Regions from separate parts of the Arabidopsis thaliana genome. Here region 2 is linked to region 1. A link is a contact called in public targeted proximity ligation data. All regions are on one chromosome and are shown on one strand. The core of a region is the stretch at or near the end of the contact, and the rest is flanking DNA. Distances in the headings are between cores, read along the strand shown.

Region 1 (6,220 bases), core at 2,231-4,730:
GATATCAACAGCAGCAATCTTGGTCTCAGCAATCGGGGTGGTCAAGTCCTTCAGGTCATCAGCAATCATGGACTAATCAGACAGCTGGCCAGCAGCAACCTTGGGCTAATCAGACGCCTGGTCAGCAGCAACAGTGGGCTAATCAAACGCCTGGTCAGCAGCAACAATTGGCTAATCAGACGCCTGGCCAGCAGCAACAGTGGGCTAATCAAACGCCTGGCCAGCAGCAACAATGGGCTAATCAGAATAATGGTCACCAGCAACCGTGGGCTAATCAGAACACTGGTCATCAGCAATCATGGGCTAATCAGACTCCTAGCCAGCAGCAACCATGGGCTAATCAGACAACCGGCCAGCAACAAGGGTGGGGAAATCAGACAACCGGCCAGCAACAGCAGTGGGCTAACCAGACAGCTGGCCAGCAGTCAGGGTGGACAGCGCAGCAACAGTGGTCTAATCAGACAGCTAGCCATCAGCAGTCACAGTGGTTAAATCCCGTGCCAGGAGAGGTGGCTAATCAGACACCGTGGTCAAACTCTGTGGACAGTCATCTTCCTCAACAACAGGAGCCAGGGCCTTCCCATGAGTGCCAAGAGACACAAGAAAAAAAGGTAGTGGAGTTGAGGAACTAGTTTGACAAACTCGCTATTTCTTCTGCACCACCATTCTCCTCATAGTTAATTTGGCTTTTGCTTTGTGGTTCCTATTTTTTGCAAACTCTAGTAGTTATTTCTTTAGGATCAACATCATAATCTACTACGTTCGTTGCCCTTGCTTCTTCACTTGTATGTATGGTTCTTTTGAAGCCAATGGCTTCTAAAGAGTAATGGAATTCAAAATCAGTAATTCGATCAAAACATTAAATTCCATTTCTTCCAAAAAGTGATCAAAATGAATAATATATTCGTAAATCTACAACTAGATTAGCTCTGCAGGTCGGCAGAAGCAAAACTCTTACATACAAAAGGCTTGACCATTACGATCATCTCTATAAAACCCCAAATAATGAAGAGATTATAACCAAAAGAATAAAACTATATAAGAAAGAAAAAGAGTCCTATGTTATGTATATTATATATCTCGTAGAAGAATCTCATCTCATCCCTATAAAAGAAGAAAGAAGAGGAGAAATGAATCAGTTTGTTTTTTCTCAAAACCCCAGGACAGTAGAGCTCAAATTCATAAGAGGAGCTAAGGCAGAAGGAGAGAACTTGCGAGCAAAAAGGAAGCATAACGAAGTTGGCTCTTCATTGTAAAGACAATCCGTCTCGTTTTTCCTTATAGATTGGAGAAACCCTTCTGTGATATTAGCTGCAGCATATGTAGCTGGATGGGGACCGCCTATGGACCAATCAACCCATGTCACGCTTCTATTTGCGTTCATTGAACCGTGAAACATGTTCAAGAAAGTAGGGATGTAATGCTCGTCTGGGTAACAAGCTGGTCTGCAGAATTGTTTGAACAATGAGTAGTATTTCGAGTCTGAGATGATGTAGATGGCGATTTTACGGTTTACTTCAAACCACTGAGACCCTTTGCGCCAGTGATGGAGTTTGATATCCGGGAGCATCTTGCGGCTATAACGGCCACGGCCATAACGTGTTGGCTCATCATAAGAGTCCACAAAACTGTAAGCAGAGTTTATTAGGTAAGTGTAGACAGTTGAGAAGTTGTAAACTGGGACACAGCTCTCTGAGAGAAGAACAAAACGCTCATTTGAGAAGTCCAGCAATGCATTGGCTAGAAGACGCTTCTCTGCGTCTGTCAATAGTGGGGATCCCCATTCAACTCTCTAAAAAATTCAAGTATAAAAAACCCATCAGAACCAGACAGAATTCTTTAGATTTTTTTATCAAGTAGATCTAGCATACAATGACACAGACCATCCATGATTCATCAGATGACCAAGTTGAAGAACCAAACAAAGCGTTATGCAATTACCAGGATCATTGTGACATACAGAGAAAATTAAAGGGATTACTACAATAAAAGGTGTAAAAATCAACAAGAGAAGCTTATATAATGTGTCTATGAATTAGTCTTTTATAGTTTCCTAGTTCACAGCTAAGCAGATCACAGCTAAGCAGATCACCTCTATAATAAAAGCTGTTCCCGATCATTAAACTAAAACCAGCTATGTTCCAAATAATCACATAATAGCAAAATTAGTAACAAAGCTTCATCTAATACACAACCTTGAAACAGATGTAGCTGACAGTGGAAGAAACAATTAAAAGGTTCAAATCCTATAAACAATCTCAAATAGTCACGCGCCAGTGTAACTTGGATTCCATCATGCCGATTAGATCTACATGTTGTTCCTCTAGAGAACTAGATCTCCATGATCCAGAATGACTATATTTCTTATCTACTTATCTATTACTCTGTTCTTGTATACAAGATTAAGTCACTGGTGAAACTAAGTATTTGTTTTGTTCTGATCCACTGAAGAACACAAGCAAGACACAAAAAGTTCACTGTCCTGCATCAAAACGTACCTGGCTGGGGATCTGGCGGTCGTAAAAGGGAGAATCACGAGAGACATTCATGTCGTATCCAGGAGGCGTATGAACATAAACGGACAAGTACTTTTCATTGCCTTTAAAAAACTTCTCCCAAAGCGGAAGCATAGGTAAAGGCCCTCTCGTCAGAAACATAAACGCCACTTTCGGAACCCTATCGTACGGATACTCTTCCTTCACCGGAACCATCGAAGCTCTCCAGAACAACTCATCATCAGTCATTCCATGACTCAGATTCTCTGGCCGAACAAACCCATCAATGCTCCAACAATCTCGAACCTTTGGTTTCTCCGCCTTGACTCCTCCGTCGTCGCTCTCGTTGTCGTCGTTACCTGTGCAGTCTCGGTGGATGATTGTGCAATTGGAGTAATCAGGAGTCGAAAAAGGAATCGATTGGAGGTTAGTGGTTGATGAGAACATCCTCGGCAAAGAATTGAAGTAGCGATCGATGTGAGAACTTGCGGCGAGACCGATGATGATTCCAGCCATGAAAATTAGCAAAAACGACAGCGTTTGCGCCAGCTTTAGTAACCCTATGTGTTTTTCTCCTTCCTCTTTCCCTCCTCTCGCCATTGTTCGAGAAACTCAAAACTTGTCTACCCAAACAACAACACAGTGATGATCTCTGTTCCCCAAAAATAAAGTTTCAGGGAAACATTCTTATGATTCAAAGAGAATCTGATTGTTTCAAGCACAAATCCATTGCATTCAATCTCCTCGAGAAATTTCCTAAATTTGTAACATATAATTAAATCCAAGGATCAAACGAAATCGAAAAAGGTAAGTGGATAAATGGAAATTGGATCTGTGGAAATCTTCGAGGAAAGTGAGAAACGATGACTGAAACAGATCAGAAACTGAATTTCATGCAGAGAGGAAGAAGAAGAAGAAGAAACATAAACAAATCTGGTCTTTTGTTTCTTCCAGTTGAAATCTATGTGTGTGTGTGGTTGATTTTGATCTTATATATATAAAAGAACAAAATTAATTGGAATGTTATGCTTAATTTAATTAGATTAATTGAGTTTAAAACTCCACGTCGAAAAGCATAACGAGTTCAAAGTCCGCAGATCTTGCCAGATGGGAATAATCTATTGGTTTTAAGTTATTGGGCCGGAGGGCCCACGTTTAATTGTGACGTGGTTTAGTGCTCGTCAACTCTTTGGTCCGACATTTCACTTTTTTTTTTATAGAAATAATTCTAGATATCCAGTAGTCAAACTTATTGATTATCTAATTTCTATATCCTTACTATTTTTAAAAAAATTACTTTTAACATTTCTAGAATTTTTCGATTTTTTCTGTACTTATTAACTATTAGTAAAATTTATTGATGCTTCTTTTGGTTATGTTATAGTATTGAGACAATGTATTGTATTCTAATTTTGATTTTTTTTTTCCTTTTTAATGATTTGTAGATTTTGTTTTTTCATTATTATATTTGAAAAAATATCTTCTTATATCTTAATCACCAGAAAATCTAAAACCGATGGCTATACTAATTTCCGGAATATATGAAATGTTTATTTTTCTATTAAGGATCCAAAGCAGCTAATTAAGATTAAAAACTTGGGAAGAACTAGTATCCCAAACAAACAATATGATATCCAGATGTCCAAAAGGAAAAAGAAATGGTATCAAAAGAACCAAGAAATGTGCCTAGAAATTTCATATAGTTAGCTTGGAAATTTCTGATTTTTATGTCCAATGTTTATTTATTTTTTCCTTATAATTATACTTGTCATACATCACAAAGAATTGTCAACATTGCCAAACTAGTCCTAAGATGTTGGAAGGTATGATGATAGACAACAGTTCTAAAGAAGGGAAGATGAGATTCAGGCAACAAAAAACACATATAGTTCAAAAAAATTAGGTTGGTAGGATCAATTATTCAAAAAACATACACCAAATAGATTTTAGTAGGGGTTGTTTGTCCAAAAAAAAACTATAATAGTTTACGAAAATAGTTACACCTTGTGAATAGATTTTTTGTTTGCCTTCCCTTGAGGTAAATTATGTCGCGAGAACTATATGAACAACAACGAGATCCACAACAACATTTGATTACATTTTTATTTGAACCTTCACATTGATTTAGTAATGTGGGATTCCAACATCATCTAATGTTATATGAATGGATCTAATAGATGATAAATTGTTAAATGAACTGATAATTTTTTTTTATTTTTTTATGTGTATTTCACATCACATTGTTTTTTTTTTTTTTTTTTTAAGTAAGAAAAAGAAGAAGCACTTGAGACCGATCAGAAAAAAATTAGAAAGATATGATTTTTGTAAGTCTTTTGAAATTTGAATCTTGTCCCGTGTAATTGTGAAATCTTACGTACGTCCTCTTTATGACCTCGTCTTCGCTCATTTCTGCCTTCCCTTACGAAATCCCCAACGAAAAATCTTAGCTTAACACCATCGCGACCGGATTCCAAATTCCGGCCCATCGTCTCACCGGGAAAGACCCCGCCTATTGCCGCCGATTTCGGTTCCGGTCTGCTCAGATCTAATCGAGTGGCTTCCTTCTTCCTCCAGATCTCTTCACTTTGAATCGGTTACTCGATCTCGATTCGCGGAGGGCTTTTGCTAGTCGCGATGGAGGCGATCGATGAGTTGTCTCAGCTCTCAGATTCGATGAAGCAGGCGGCGTCTCTCCTCGCCGACGAAGATCCCGACGAAACCTCTTCTTCCAAGCGCCCTGCCACTTTCCTCAACGTCGTTGCCTTGGGAAATGTGGTGAGTTCCTCGCTCTCACTCCACGCTCCTCGATTTTCCTCTCTTTAGGCTCGTGCTGGTTTTATTCTGTGTTCGAGTGTATGTTGGATTGCCATATCGTGGATCTTCTGGATCTAGATTAGGTTTTTATCGAATTTTGCTAGGACACACTCATCGTTTATAGCTAGTTTTGTTGGGATTCTCTTTATTAGTGGATATATGGTTACATGAGGAGCGACTCGTGCCGGAGAAGGCTGATGTATTTTGTTATTTGTTACTTATCTCTTTTTGCATACTGAACCAGGGAGCTGGAAAGTCTGCAGTTCTAAACAGTCTAATTGGGCATCCAGTGCTGGTAAGTTGTACATTGAGTCTATGGTTATTATTGGCTTACTCCTTTTCTTATACTAATACTGACCTCTGTTGTGTCTGCTACACTTACTATACACAGCCGACGGGTGAGAATGGTGCTACACGAGCTCCTATAATAATTGAATTGAGCAGGGAGAGTTCTTTGAGCAGCAAGGCAATTATCTTGCAAATCGACAATAAATCTCAACAAGTTTCTGCAAGTAAGTCTCTATCTATGAACATATGCAATTTAGCAATGCTATGTGAGGCTCTTTCTGCATTTATGATAAAAAAATTTCGATCAGTCTTCTCATAATATCTCCATTGTGTTCTACATGGGTATATTTTAGGTGCTTTGAGACATTCTCTGCAAGATAGACTTAGCAAAGGAGCCTCAGGGAAGAATCGTGATGAAATAAACTTAAAACTTCGTACCAGCACAGGTAAGCCCCTTTTTACTTGCACAATCATAAGTGGCAAGCCTATATCTACTCTTCAAATAGCACATCCTTAGCTAACCTAAGTTGGGTGTATGAATTTATCTTTGATACCCGTGAACTGGTCAGCTGTAATATCTTGCTATCCTTATATACTATCTAGTACACTAGTTTAGAGCTTCT
Region 2 (6,220 bases), core at 2,775-5,274, 43 kb after region 1:
TTTGGAAGTATTGATTTATCCCTTGAAGACCACTGTTGAACTGGGCGTATAACTAGAGCTCTAGGGTTCTCCCTTGGAATGAAAAGAGCATCCGCCTTTGGTGTACTTGAGCTCTCTTCGTCATCAGTGAAAAATGGAACCTACAAAGAACATTTTAAGATTTAAACATATAGAACGAACCTCAGCACCAAGAGTTTAGATTGAGTAAAATAAATGTGATTATATATTCACAAGAACGAAGCATTGCCTTTGGACCATTCTCGCCAGGACGGTACTTTCTTGCCGGCAGCCTGACCCGCCTGTGTAATAGGTGTCGAGAAGTCAGGAGAGATGATATTCTAACAGGAGCAGGTTTGTCAACAACCTGACAGGAAAAAGAAAATGATTTAGAACCAATTAATAATCAAGTAATCAACTACTTCTATTTATTATGAATAGTAACAAGCTTCAAGATGCATGTGGGAGAACTGAATGTCTAACATAGGGTATTATTAGAGGGAACAGCTATACGGAGACTATATCTAAATCTGGATAAAAAGAACAATGCACCGTATGGGAGTTGCAGAAGGAAGAGCAGGCTTACAGGCATGCTGGAGATTCCATATTGAATGGAAGGTGAATTTCCACCTTGATTTATTGAAATCTGAGGCATAGCAGGAAGTGTTCCAAATGGGTTTGTCACAGCAACTGGTTGCAAAACAACAGAGTTCAGCGGAGCAGGCCTGTCAAAAAAATAAAACGATGAAGCTAAAATAACACAACTTCCATAAAATGAAACCCATAAAATAAACTATCAAAAAAGAGCGGAAATAAAAGTCTTGGAAGCAGAAACGCCATACGATTGCCCGAAGTTGCCTTGACCAAAAATCCCCAGTCCACCAGCATTTCCAGTAGTATTAGCTTTAGACCATGAATATAGAAGAGTTAGCATCTAGAAATAAGATGATAATGTCAGTGACTTGGTCGAGCGACGTACCTGCTTGATTTTGACCGAAGTTGTTGAAACCAAAACCATTTGATGCTTGACCTGGCTGAGCTGATTGAAAGGGTGTCACACCAGCAGGCTACAGAAATAATGCGAGATTTGAAGGCCAAAATTAGAAAAGAAGGAAACTAGGTGCCGGTGTCATTTAAGAGATGCAAAAGAACTGCAAACTATGAAGAGAACAGGCATCACCAAAAGAAATGAAAAAAAAAAAAAAAACGAAGTGCTTAGGCTTAATAGCGAATGTGAAAATCACCATTGTTTGTCCAAAGGGAGAGCTGCTAGACGTGGTTAATGTTGAAGAACTGGAAAACATGTTTCCAAATCCAGTGGAAGGTTTATTAAAAATGCTATTTTGGCCAAATGCAGGAGCACTACTCTGTCCGAACTGTCCAAAAGCAGAACCAGTCTGTCCAAACGCAGAACCAGTCTGCCCGGTCGAAGGGGTTGAATTGAACAGAGTAGATGGCTGACTGTTGCCAAATGCTGGAGTTGCCCCCTGACCAGGAGCTGAACCAAAGATTGATGAAGAAGAGCCAAATCCAGGAGTGCTTGATGAACCAAATAACGGTGATGGTGTCGTTGTTCCAAAAGCGGAGGATGATCCAAAAACGGATGTGGTAGTTGATGAACCTGAACCAAAAAGATTGGAAGAAGATGTTACACCAAAGGGCGAGGAACCAAAATTTGAGGTAGCCGTTCCAAAACTCGAACTAGCAATTGTTGGGGTTTGAGGGGCAAAAGGGTTGGTAGATGTTGAGCTCGAAAAAGGGTTTGTTGGATTTGCTGATGTCTGACCAAACGCCGGTGATGGAGAAAATGGATTTGGTTGAGAAGGTGATATACCAAATCCGGCATTGCCAGGAGACTGGCCAGCAGGAAGTGGTCCACCTGAGAATTGAAGAGTACGAGAATCAAGATTTAGTTAAATAAGGCACAGGAATGTAGCCTTAAGCAGATGTAGTACAAGATTTGTTTGATCAGGTGTACCTTTATCTCCTCGCTGGTAATCTTCCCACCTCAGCTCCTCATAGTTTTTCTCTTTGTATGCTGGCATGGCAGAAATAGATTCCAACTTTCCAGCAGGCTGAGTGCCGGTCCCTGTGTCTGCCTCAACAGTTGGTGCATAAGGCACAGCTCGACTGCCCCCTTGTTGACCACCGAAAGTTGATTGACCAAAACCAGAACCCCCAAATGTAGGGGTTGAAGCCTGCGCACCTGCAAAACAAATCATGCAAACATATTTCGTCACCCCTTTATTCAAATGAGCAACACACCAATTAGCAGTTATAATATTGTACAGAATGGGAAATGCTAAAGGAAGAACCTTGACCTCCAAAGGGAGATGGTGTAGAGCCAAAGGCGCTGCTACCAAAGGCTGATGTAGACTGGCCAAAAGCTGGAGACGAGCCAAAACTAAAGGATGAGGTATTTGACGCACCAAAAGAAGGAGTACTAGATCCCCCAAAGGCAGGAGTACTGGATGCCCCAAAGGCAGGAGTACTGGATGCCCCAAAGGCAGGAGTACTTGATGCACCGAAGGCAGGAGTGCCTGATGCACCAAAAGCCGGAGTGCCTGATGCACCAAAAGCAGGGGTGTTTGAAGCTCCAAAAGCACCTCCAGAACCAAAGCCAGTGTTACCAAACGTGGTGCCAGTGCTACCAAAAGCTGGAGTCGGTGACGCGCCAAATGCAGGTGTGTTTGTGGCGCCAAAGGAGGGAGAGTTTGAGGCACCGAAGGCAGGCGTGTTTGTGGCACCAAAGGCAGGCGTGCTTGATGCACCAAACGAGGGTGTGCTTGTGGCGCCAAAAGAAGGCGTGCTTGGAGCGCCAAAGGCAGGCGTGTTAGTGGCACCAAAAGGTGTAGACGAACCAAAAGAGGTGTTTCCAAATGCAGGTTGGGATTGCTGCGTGGAGTTTCCAAAAGGATTTGACTGAGGCGTTGAAAATCCCAAAGGTTTCTGCCCAAAACCAGAAGATCCTAAAAAGGAAACAAATAAAATTAGCTTAATCACCAAATGCAAATGTAAAACTGTTAAACAGGGCTTATTCTTAAACCCTTGTCCTACCAAAGACATAAAATATATTCATACCCAGGAGAAGCAATAAATCAATGAGGCAACTAACAAACCATGCAATGAAATCCATAAAAGGTACTTACCACCAAAAGGTGAAGATGCTGGAGATGCTCCAAAGGCCGGAGTAGAATTCCCAAATGCTGGTGATGAAGAAGCTCCAAAAGTTGGGGTGGAGGCAAAGGGAGAGGATGTTTGAGGTGCACCAAAAACACCGGTTGAAGTGCTTCCGAATATTGAACTTCCCGACTGTGCAGCAAAAGGAGCAGACGTGCCAAACGGTGTAGCTGGAGCAAAGGGATTATTACTACTTGTATTGCTGGTCTGACCAAACAAAGATTGAGACCCAAATGGGCTGGTACCAGATGACTGTCCAAAAGCTATAAGAACAATGTTTCAGAAGGTCAATTTTCTTTAGAAGTATATACAAAAGAAATAAATAGCATAAAACTATAAAACAATAACGAAATATTTGGCTTCGGAAACCAACAAGTAAGAATAAGATAGGATTACTTACGATTAGATGAGCCAAACATCTTCCTCTGTAGTTTGACAACGGATGGCCAAGCCAAAAGAAATTATATTATCCTGTAGCTGGAAAAAAGAACAATGATTAGGAGAAGATAACAACAGAACCAAATGCACATAAGCAGCACCATACCGGTAAAAGCTGGTTTTAAAAATTCAAACACAATAAACATCCGTAAATTATACTATGAATTCAACATCAACTTAAGAAGTTGGTTCCTGCGCTACAGAGAGTAGTAGACAAAGGACCTAGAAAGTGTATTGTAAGCAGGTATGACTGAGAGAAAGAGAGATGAGGAACCTAACGAACCTCTAAAACCATTGAACTAAGCAACATCACAACTAGAAATCATCGGGAACTCAGAAATTGAATATGCAAAATGAATATAAAACTTGAGCAAATCCAGCAATAAAATCAAAGCTGGAACTAATCGAAATGAAACTCGAAGAAATACCTATGAATCCGATGTCAAAAAGAGAAGAACAAGGACACACGTTCTTCGACCAATCAGATATGATATCAAAGGACTCTCAAGAGACCAAGAGCGGAAGCTCCGATCGTCGAAATTATCTGCGTGGAGGAAATTAGGGTTCAGGAGTGAAATCGCCGAGAAACGAATAGGCGGCGTGGAATCAAATGTGGAGCAAGAAGATGTAGGAGAAATGGAACCTGAAAACGACGAGCTCGATCTGAAAAGCGACTAGAAGATGGAGCAATTTCGCCGGAATCGAAAGCGCGACGGTTGCAACTTGCAAAGAGCGAACGATTGGCCCTTTTTGTTGGTATGATATGATGACTTCTCTCTTCCTGCTTGCGTGTTTAATTGCTGAATTTAGGGCATCTTCACGGTAAAAGTGATAGAAAGTATCTCAAAAAAAAAAAAATTAATCCAATCAATATATTTTCCGAATGGTGCAGTTCAAATAATAACGAAAATACATAGATACATATGTATATGTAAAGATTTTGATACTGTTACAGCACTGTTGCGGTGCGATTTTGGATGCGGTTTTAGTCATCATTTACAGCTTCAGTTCGAAGAAAATAAATCACTGGTTAAATGACAACTGTCAATAAATGCTGAGAATCGTTTCTCCTGTGAAAAACGTTCATCCACTTTTTTCTCTTTCTCTCTAATTTATTTTCTTTTTTATTATTATTTAATTGATAAGTATCTCATTCACATACTCCGATGGAAATGGTCTCACTTTTAGGAAATACAGTAAATTTTGCTTATTTACTTTCAACCATTGTAATAGAGAGTTTAAAATGCTTTGTTTCCAACGTTAATTTTGTCTCAATACTACAACAATGCTTTGGTTTGTAATAGACCCATATTTTGGGCCTGTATTAGGCCCATATATATTAATAAGTGCACTTTTTGAACCTGACGACATATCACAAAACTCCAAGCTCGAAACATGGATTCGAATCCAAGCTCAAATTAGTTTAACATTATACAAGTTTCGAAATACAGGCTCAAATATATGTTTCTGATAGCAACTTTGAAATATATCCTGCTATATTATTTGGGAAGTACATTTTAAATGTAACTTTAATTTTTGTAATTAATTACATGATAATGTCATTAGAAAAATTTAACCAAAAACAAAATTTTTTATTGACGTCATTAAGGTTACCAGAATCATTTAAAGACAATATTCATCTCTTACCTATATGGCTTATTGGATCTAAAGACGGGTCATCAAAGATTTCCTAAACTAAAGCAAAATATACTGAATATTCAAATATCTCTCTGTTACCAAATTATAAACAAATAAGTTCGTAAAACAATTTAATATTTTATATACGAAATCAATTAAATCTTAATCACATAAAAATTAGCACAAAAAAGTATTTAACAATTAAAAAATTATATAATCTCTGTGTTATATAAGTTTTGATATTATATTCGAATAAAGTGTAATATACCTTTTCAATTTGTATTCTTTAAATAATTTAAGCTAACTAATATATTTGCTAATCTTATACTATCAAAACCGACTATTGTTTCTTATCTCTATAATATTTTTACAAGACTTTTTTGGTAGATTTAGGTAAAAGTGCATTCAGGTCATATGGTACATTCCCCTATTAAATAAATATGGTGCACTCCTATGTTATTAGCTAAAATGTTTATATTATAATTCAGAGTCATATCATAAATAAAATTAATATTAATAAAATAAATGGCTGTTTGGCAAGACGGATTTGGAGGGACGGGTTTTTGAATCAACATTAATAAAAAAGTAAAATATAATTAATCCACCGTTTCAATACGGAATAAATCTTTAATTTATTATTTTTTAGACCACTAATATTAAATATATCAAATCATCCTAATTTAGAAAAGATTATATAAAACCAAAAATGTTATGTGGTATGTATAATGTTACTATATATAAAATTAAACTATAAAATATAAATGTATTAGAGAATGATACAATTTGCAAAACTTTTATATATAATAAATAATTCTTCAATTTTAAAAACTACTACTTTAAAAAAAATCACGGGACGGGTAAAAAAATTACAGAACAGGTTTTATTTTGGAATTGGGTTATATGGTAGATGTATTTGAATAAATATTTATAAAATTTTAAAATATTATTAATATGCTGTTTTAATAGG

The links.
Region 2: a contact with region 1 is called in a targeted proximity ligation map of shoot, with 11 read pairs. A contact is called at or near these places in 3 of 26 Hi-C or Micro-C datasets (leaf, rosette leaf and shoot), 1 of 2 datasets of targeted methods (shoot) and 1 of 3 other capture datasets (seedling).

What each region holds. Positions count from the first base shown.
Region 1 is chr1:3,365,645-3,371,864 of TAIR10.1, forward strand. It overlaps AT1G10280 (Core-2/I-branching beta-1,6-N-acetylglucosaminyltransferase family protein), which reads right to left and starts at 3,481. Exons shown (of 2, transcript NM_100902.3): 1 at 2,499-3,481; 2 at 849-1,792. The coding sequence starts at 3,095. The coding sequence ends at 1,151. GRP23 (glycine-rich protein 23) reads left to right here. Exons shown (of 1, transcript NM_100901.3): 1 at 1-849. The coding sequence ends at 632. ADL6 (dynamin-like protein 6) reads left to right here and starts at 4,758. Exons shown (of 22, transcript NM_100903.4): 1 at 4,758-5,270; 2 at 5,554-5,604; 3 at 5,701-5,821; 4 at 5,951-6,043. The coding sequence starts at 5,130.
Region 2 is chr1:3,408,450-3,414,669 of TAIR10.1, forward strand. AT1G10395 reads left to right here and starts at 4,025. Exons shown (of 2, transcript NM_001331901.1): 1 at 4,025-4,083; 2 at 4,101-4,293. The coding sequence starts at 4,025. The coding sequence ends at 4,293. It overlaps AT1G10390 (Nucleoporin autopeptidase), which reads right to left and starts at 4,425. Exons shown (of 13, transcript NM_100914.4): 1 at 4,044-4,425; 2 at 3,578-3,654; 3 at 3,147-3,440; 4 at 2,319-2,966; 5 at 1,976-2,203; 6 at 1,242-1,876; 7 at 977-1,064; 8 at 840-900; 9 at 584-722; 10 at 248-364; 11 at 1-140. The coding sequence starts at 3,596.